2 separate regions of the Oryctolagus cuniculus genome follow, and region 1 is linked to region 2. A link is a contact called in public Micro-C data. All regions are on one chromosome and are shown on one strand. Each heading gives the region's core, a stretch centred on a gene start, on an enhancer-like site or on the middle of the called end of the contact. The rest is flanking DNA. Distances are from core to core; before and after follow the strand shown.

The links. Hi-C and Micro-C count contacts between places; a contact is called where the count stands out from the background.
Region 1: a contact with region 2 is called in a Micro-C map of ear pinna, with 4 times the contacts expected there. The contact joins the enhancer-like site here to the promoter of NPC1 in region 2. A contact is called at or near these places in 5 of 6 Hi-C or Micro-C datasets (ear pinna, embryonic fibroblasts, psoas muscle and 2 more).

What each region holds. Positions count from the first base shown.
Region 1 is chr10:54,244,725-54,249,039 of mOryCun1.1, reverse strand. It overlaps RMC1 (regulator of MON1-CCZ1), which reads left to right. Exons shown (of 20, transcript XM_051851338.2): 13 at 446-574; 14 at 959-1,065; 15 at 2,575-2,691; 16 at 3,531-3,608; 17 at 3,912-4,016; 18 at 4,106-4,174; 19 at 4,258-4,315. Among named protein-coding and RNA genes, the nearest start is that of RMC1, 18 kb to the left of the region's middle. Within about 2 kb of position 1,394, at least 1 of the 8 cell types and tissues checked has an H3K27ac peak or open chromatin away from gene starts, as enhancers often do. A contact at or near this core is called in ear pinna, where this site is marked.
Region 2 is chr10:54,191,364-54,195,358 of mOryCun1.1, reverse strand. It overlaps NPC1 (NPC intracellular cholesterol transporter 1), which reads right to left and starts at 1,472. Exons shown (of 25, transcript NM_001082071.1): 1 at 1,269-1,472. The coding sequence starts at 1,352.

The DNA of each region.
Region 1 (4,315 bases), core at 145-2,644, 54 kb before region 2:
AGCGGTGTGTGTGCACTCTGTAGGGACTGGCCCATGGATGAGCTCGGGAGTGCCAGCAGGCGCCTCTCGGTTCCCCTTTAGATTAAGGAGCCTTGCAGGAGAAAGTGAGTCTACCGCTGGTGCTGTATGTCAGCAGCAGTTTCTACTTGCAAAGGGGGTTGGGGGCGGGGAGGGTAGCGTTTGGAATCAAGGACTTCCTGCCCCCCACGTTCAGGGAGCCTCCGAGCGCACAGGTCACGTGGAAGGGATCGGCCGAGTGTGCAGATTTCACAGCGGAGCTGGTAATCCTCCCGTCGTCACACACGTTCCTGAATGTGCTGGCTCTGCCTGGGTTAGGAACAAACCATGAACCGTGCTGTGCAGGGTTTTCCTCCCCATGCAGGGGAGGCACGTTTGGGCCTTTGCTCTGGGATGCATCACACTAACTGCCGCCCCTGAACCCCAGGTTACCTGTGGAACCTCCAAGTGAAACTGCAGCCCATAGTGAATCTGCTGCCCGACAAGGGGAGGCTCATGGACTTCCTGCTGCAGAGGAAGGAGTGCAAGGCGGTCATCCTGTCCGTCTGCTCGCAGAGTGAGTGCCAGAAGCCCGCGCCCGGCGCCAGCCGTGCCGCTGTCACGCCCTCTCCACGAGTCGATCTCTTTGAAAGAGCACACCTCGTTGTTAGGAACTTGATAGGCTCGTTCTGTACTTGAGGAATGGGCTGTGTAACCCCGTGGAAAGGCTGCTGTCCCCAGCCATGCCTGCGGAGGCTCTGGTCGCAGCTGGGTGGTCCCAGGGGCCGTGCACTGGAGCACAGGCGTGGGGCATGGGCGTGGCAGGCACACGGGCATCCCGGCAGCTGTCTGTGTGTGCGCATCGGGCCCCTTCTGGGCACTGGGCAGCGTGTTGGGAGTGTTGGAATCCAAGGGCGAGCGGAAGGCGGGCAGGCTGACGTGTGCCTCGTGTCCTCCACAGTGCTGGGCGAGGCAGACAGAGCCGCGCTGCCCGTGATAGCCACCGTCTTTGATAAGCTCAACCATGAGTATAAGAAGTACTTGGATGCTGAGCAGTGTCACATGATGGTAAGTGGGTCATGAGGCTGGGCTGCGGGAGGGGGCGGGGGCGGGGGCGGGGATGGAGGTGGGGTGAGACGAGCAGCGGCCTGCCCGGCGTCATCTCGCTGAGCTCTCGCTGAGCGTCTTCCCCGGTTTTGTCTTTCGAAATCTGTTTGATCCTTGGTCTCCCTCTGTTCTGTAGACAAGAAAGCCAGTCCCAGCTGTGCGTTCTTTCATGCGTCTTTCTGCCAGGCTAGCCTGGGTTAGTAAGTGAGAAGCAGGATGTCGGTTCACCACCATCCTTTCCCTCAAGGGAACGCTGGGTACGAGGAGCAGACTCGCCCTCGGCTGCTGTCGGTCTGTCAGTCGACAGCGCTGGTGGGGTTCGGCACTGGGCGGCGGGCAAGGGCTGGAGACGTGTGTCTGCTCCTTGCACCAGATCGCGCCCGCTGTTCAGACGTCCTGTCTTCTGAGGGCAGAAAAGTCGGGGACAAGCGGAAGCAGTTATTTCACTTCAAGGTCTAATTTAGTTCGAAGGCTAAAAATGGAAGTGGTCTTAAAAACACAAGCTCCAGACTCCACTCCTGGAGCAGAAGCAGGCCGGGTTGCCTGGGGCACGTGTGGTCACCGTCCAGGGCCGACTGAGCCCTCCCAGTCCCTGCTGTTGGCCCTGCTGCTGGCCGGTGGGCAACCGTGCACCTGACCCCACACAGCAGTGTGCCCCCTACATTGGCCATTGGACTTTCTTTATTTGAATGAGTTATGGAACGAGAAGGAGAGACACAAGTCTTTCATCCACTTGTTCACTCCCCAAAAGGCCTCACTGGCTGGGGCTGGGCCAGCCCAGAGCCAAGACCAGGAGCTTCTTCCTGGGTGCAGTGACCCAAGCATTGGGCCATCATCCACTGCTTTCCCAGGCACATTAGCAGGGAGCTTGATCAGAAATGGAACAGCCAGTATTAGAATCAGCGCCCACATGGGATGCTTTACCACTAAGGCCCCGGCCCTTGGGCTTCATAAGCCCTCACTACCCACAGCATGTAGGTACAGTGACCAGGAGCCCTTAGAAATATGGGTTCTCAGGCTGCACCCCATAGCTACTACAGAGGCCCCCCCAACCTAGAGTGCCTGGGAATGATAGGTGAGCGTCAAGGACTTCTCGCAGAGCTCCCTACCTGTACCATCGAAAAGCCCAGACAGACGCATGCTAAGCCAGGCTCATTTATCGGGTTCAGGGCTTCAGGGAACGTCAGCACAACACTGTGTTTTTTTGGGCAACAGATGCCACGTGGTCTGCGTTAGAAAACCAGGCAGGGAACTGAAGAATGTGAGGAGGCTGAGAGGGAGATGGGTGACTTTTGCCTGCCTTGTCCATTCTCGCACCCTGGAGCATACGACTTGTGAGCGCTTCGCCGGCCAGCACAGGGAAGGGTCCTAGGGAAACCAGTGGCTTCTCCGTGGCAGGCTAATACACAGGAGTGCAGTCTGTCTGGGGTAGCCGTGAATGGCACTGTTCCCCTGTGACCTGTGTTTCAGGCTGTAGAAGCAGGGCAGAGCCGCAACCCACTTCTCAAGAGGCCTGTGCGGACCCAGGCCGTGGTGGACCAGTCGGACGTGTACACCCACGTGCTGTCACCATTCACCGAAAACAAGGTGGGCAGCAGCTTCCTGGTCTCCTTGGCACAGTTTTTTTTTTTTTTTTTAATATTTATTTATTATTTGAAGGTCAGAGTTACATAGAGAAGGAGAGGCAGAGAGGTCTACTATTCTCTGGTTCACTCCCCAATTGGCCGCACCAGCCAGGAGCCTCCTCAAGGTCTCCCACACGGGTGCAGGAGCCCAAGGACTGGGGCCATCTTCTACTGCTTTCCTAGGCTATCGCAGAGAGCTGGATCGGAAGTGGCGCAGCCGGGACTTAAACTAGTGCCCATGTGGGATGCCAGCACTGCAGGCAGTGGCTTTACCTGCTACACCAGAGCCCTGGCCTCGGTTTTCAGAATAGGGAGCTGAAGCCAATCAGAACTCCTAATATCGTGAGAACTGGAGTTCCCTCGAGCGAGGACCTAGCACTGCTAGCTTGGCATTTTTTTAAAAAAGACTTATTTCATTGGCTCACTCTTCAAATGGTCACAGAGGCTGGGGCTGAGCCAGGAGTCAGGAGCTGCATCCAGGTCTCTCACATGGGTGGCAGGGGCCCAAGTACTCAGGGCATCTTCCACTGCCACCCCAGGCACACAGCAGAGAGCTGGATTGGAAAGAGAGTGCTTGGGATTCCAGCTGGTGCTGCGGTGGGATGCCAGTCACAGCTTAACCCGCTGCACCACAAGGCCAGCCCTGGGAGACTGGCTTGTAGTTCTCAGGCCTGAAGCTTCATCACTGAGAGGGTGGTTCTGGGGATCCCGGTGTGGGCCCAAGTTGGGGTGGAGGGTAGGAGGCGTGAACGTGGAGCTCTTGCAACCCGGGTATTCACAAACCCCCTCTTTCCCCTTTAGGAGATGCCGCATAAGTTTGTGATAGCCGTGCTGATGGAGTACATCCGCTCCCTCAACCAGTTCCAGATAGCAGTCCAGGTACCTTCAAGTGGGCACGTGCTGTCTCTGGTCAGAGCGGGGTCTGTTCTGTTAATAAAAGCACTGCCAACATCTTCGCTTAGGAAGTCGCCCGGCACGTGCTAACGGGCAGGTCTGCATATCTGACTTGGGATGGGATTTTGAGGGACTCCCCTAGCCTTCCCACCTTGTTGGTCGCCGCACCTGCAATGAGAAAGTATCACGAACCCCGCGGCTCAGAGTAGCCGCAGCGCTCAGCCGGCCCTGGGTGTGCTGCGGCCGGGCCCCGTGACGACCGTGTCCTGGCTCCCGCTCTGCCCGCAGCATTACCTGCACGAGCTTGTCATCAAGACGCTGGTCCAGCACAACCTCTTCTACATGCTGCACCAGTTCCTGCAGTACCACGTGCTCAGCGACTCCAAGCCCCTGGTAGGTAGCGCCAGGCTTCGCTTTCGCTGTGCGTGCAGACCTCGAGGGCTGACCTCGCGGCCGAGGCTAGCGGGACCTTTGTCTTGCAGGCCTGTCTGCTCCTGTCCCTGGAAAGCTTCTACCCCCCCGCTCACCAGCTGTCTCTGGATATGCTGAAGGTAACTGGCCGTCGGGGTCTCCAGTGGCTGAACCCCACCCTGGCGCTTGCACTGACCTGCACTCCTCTCCCCCTCACTCCCAGCGACTTTCCACCGCCAACGATGAAATAGTGGAAGTCCTCCTTTCCAAACACCAAGTGT
Region 2 (3,995 bases), core at 223-2,722:
GCTACTTAAGCCTGCTGCTTACTCCTGATCTAAACTCTGGGGAAATGAAGAGCTGTATTTTCTCAAAGGGACCTAACGGCTACCTCTTGAGCTTTTAGAGTACATTAAACCAAGTGACAAGGTCTCTTCATCTACCATGCTACTTAATGGAACCAATACTTCCAGGTTTATCTGCAACAGAAACCGAGGCTTTGAGCAAAGAGTCAAAGTCACAGAGCTAGTGAGTGGTGTAGCCCAAGGTGCCAGCCAGGCACCTGCCTTTCCTCCCAAGAAGGTGTCCTGAAGTTCATTCCCATACTAGCTGTGCGCTATCACAACACACACAGCTGAGAGCGACACCTGTAAACAAACACACATACACACACACACACCCCTCTCTCGGGTCAGAATCACCTGTCCCCTTCTGGAAACTGTACAGCAGTTTGAAAGACAGCGTGTGCAGACGCTAGTAACCTGTGCGCCCCTCTGACTCACCACCCTCACACCCACCTGAGGGGGCGGGGCTAATGGGCACGGGACTCCCGGAGGCCCACTCTTTCATCCTGACTTGCTGCAAGGGACCCTACGTCCCCAGGCATCTCCTCCCTGGCCCGCAGCGTGAGAAGAGAAAACTGCAGCCACCCACGCGGCAGCGAGGCGCGCATAGTCCAGGCTCCATTCTCCTGCGAGCTAATCGTGACAAGGGGAAACTCAACGCTTTCCCAGGGGCCAGAACGCAGTGAGGAGCAGCCAGCCAGCGCTCTCCGGACTGCCAGGCTGACCCGTGTGGAGGACCCCCGGGCTGCTCCACTGGGACGCCGGAGGAAATCTGATTCCTTTCTGTCGCTCCCCTTCCACCCCCAGCCTCAGGTCCGAAGGAGGAAACAGGGGTCGGGTCTTCTAAACGACGTATACAGAGCTGCTGTACGTGGAGAACTTCAGGATAAGGTCCTGCCTCTCACCCTGCCTCATCCCACATCTTAAATCGAGCAATCAGCTGCCGACCGCTGAGGCGAGCTCAACACAGGTCCCGCAGGAAGCCCCTCCCGGCTGCCACCCTCTCCCAGACCACCGCGCAGACAGCGTGGCCGGGGGCAGAAGCACGAGACGCCGAGCCGCCTCCGGAGGCTCTCTCCGCAGACCGACTTGCTCAGGGCCGCCGGAGCCGCTGATGCACCCGCCGCCCACCGCGACTGCCAGCCGCGTCACACGTCCCTCACAGCCCACCCCGACTGCCGGCCGCGTCACACGTCCCTCAGAGCCCACCCGGCGGCCGCGCCGAGGCTTACCTGCGCCGGGCACAGCAGCAGCAGGAGCAGGCCGAGCAACCGGCCGCGCGCGCTCACGGGGCCGCCGCGTGGGGCTGCAGACATCGCCGGGGACTCGGCTCGCCGGGCTCGGCGCTGCGGCTGTTGCTTCACTTCCCCGGGCTCAATTTCAGGAGCTGGCGCCGGACCACAGACAGAGCAGGTGCCGAAGGCGGCGGGCTGTGCGCGCAGGTCAGGAAGGAAGGCGGTGTCGCCGGCTCCTCCCCTCCTGGGGGCGGGCCTGTGTGGACGTGGCGAAGCGGGGGCCTATCCGGGACGGGGACGGGGGCGGGGCCGCCCCGGGGCCTCCCCAGGTCTGGGGCTGCCCCTCTCCTCCTCTGCGGGTTCCCTGGTCGCTGGTGTGGGGCTGGGGTGTCCCAGACCCCGGCAGCTGAACCTCTGGAAAGCGGCCTGCAAGGAGACTGCTAGAGTTGTGCAACATTTTATGGCTTTGATGTCTGCAGAGTATGTGTTTATTTCGGCCCCGATACGTACTCTCCTCCCCAGTCCAGTCACCCAAAAGGAATCTCGGCTCGGCCACAAGCTAACGGCGTTCGGGGCAGTGACGCGCAGGGCTCGGGGAGCCCGAGAGGCGGAGCGCGGAGGCGGGCGGTGTCCCTCGGCCGCCTGGTCTTTGTTTACCCCGCTGCCGTCGGCTTTCGGAAAAGCGGTGGTAGCGTGTCCCCTGGTGGCCACGCAGCGCCTGGCCGCGAACTGGGAGCGAGAAAACCCTCAAGTTTGGTGCAGAGCTGGGAACCAGAGTTCCTTTCCAATTCTAAGTGAAGGCAGGGAACACAAAGAAAAAGGAGAGGCGCGCGAACTTGCATAGTTTTAGTTTTGCACCTATTTTGTGCATTTTTGGTAACATTCGCCCTTCAATTTTCAGTTGCACCACAGTCATTTCAATTTGAAAGTTAAAATGAGAGTAAGGCTATCTTTCCCAAGAGTGAAGGCCAATTTACAATGAGAAAAGGCTGTCCGTTTGCAGCCATGAATTAGCCCAGCCGCCTACGGTGCTGTGAGGGAGGTGGCCTTCCGGGTCCTACCGTCCACAGCTCTGCCTCAGTTACTAACTTGCTTCCGCATTTCTTCAGCCCTGAGATGTCCATCCTGCTGGACCAGCCGTGAAAATACAGGGATTTCCTCTAAGGTCGACGCCAGGGCTCCCATGACGACCTCCTGGCCGCCATTTACCAAAACAGCAATAAAAAGGTCCTTTGGGGTCTGGCGTTGTGGTGTGGCTGATAAAGCTGCCGCCTGCAGTGCCGGCATCCCGTAAGGGCGCCAGTTTACTGGAGTGCCTGCTGCTCCACTTCTGATCCAGCTCCCTGCTAATGGCCTGGGAAAGCAGTGGAGGATGGCCCAAGAGCTTGGGCCCTGCACCCGCATGGGAGATCTGGATGAAGCTCTTGGTTCCTGGCTTTGGCCTGGCCCAGCTGCAGCCATCTGGGGAGAGAACCAGCCGATAGACAATTTCTCTCTCTCTCTCTCTCTCTCTCTCTGTAATTCTTTCAAATAAATAAAATAAATATTAAAAATATCTTTTAGATTTCTGATTCTCAGCCTTTTATAGTTTCAGCAATGCCCTAAAATCTAGGAAATGTTTTTAAAATAAATGACCATCTCTCCATGAGAATTTTTTGAGAGAATTAGAGGGGTTTTGAAAAATTCATGAAAAATGCAGATTATGAAGAAAACTATGGGTTTCAATATTTTTTGATCCAAATTTATCTTTTAATTTCCTTTTCCAGGAACTGTTGAAAGCAGTCACATTTGTGAATCTGTGAACTTCTAAAACACGTGGGAACCTACTGCAAGGTTTCATCTTGCTTTCTTACATTTGCCATAGGCTTTCTACCTCACTACCTTTAATAATTGTGGAGGCTTTTATTCCACGTATGTAACAGTTTTGGAACCTGGATTCCTGCAGGCCAGCCACAGAAGAGTATCTAAATGAAGTGCAGATCATTAACCAGCAAGTATTTCACAAGAGCTCACTTTCTGCACCCGCAGTCCCTGCACATGCGAGAAGCGCGTGTGTTCCCAGCTATACCCCATCTGTCCTTTTCCATAGTCTTCCTCATCCCTGAGCGTATCTGGACGCCACAAAGCCCTTCTCATGGCATTGAATCACCAACGTCCAAAAGCTGTCGAATGGTTCCTTTAGGGAGAGAGATGGGAGAGTGCACCCAAGACGAAATTCTCTGTAGCTGACAGAGGAAAGAGAGAGCTACAAGTACTCGTGTTAACAGTTTTTGATCTATTATATAATTAATTTAGTCCATCTCTCTCTCTCTCTCTCTCTCTCTCTCTCTCTCTCTTTTTTTTTTAAAGGCAGAGTTAGACAGAGAGAGGAGAGAGACAGAGAAAGGTCTTGCTTCTCTTGGTTCACCCCCCAAATGGCTGCTACTGCCGGTACGCTGTGCCGATTGAAGCCAGGAGCCAGGTGCTTCCTCCTGGTCTTCCATGCGGGTGCAGGGCCCAAGCACTTGGTCCATCCTCCACTGCCTTCCTGGGCCACAGCAGAGAGCTGGACTGGAAGAGGAGAGAGGGAGAGAGAGCTTTTCTATCCACTGGTTCATTACCCAAAAGGCCACAATGGCCAGGGCTCCTGTTGGACATTAGTTTGTCACTTATTGAAAATAATGATGCAGTGAATATCCTTGAGGCTCAATCTTTGCAAACATAAACAAACTGAACTGTTGGATT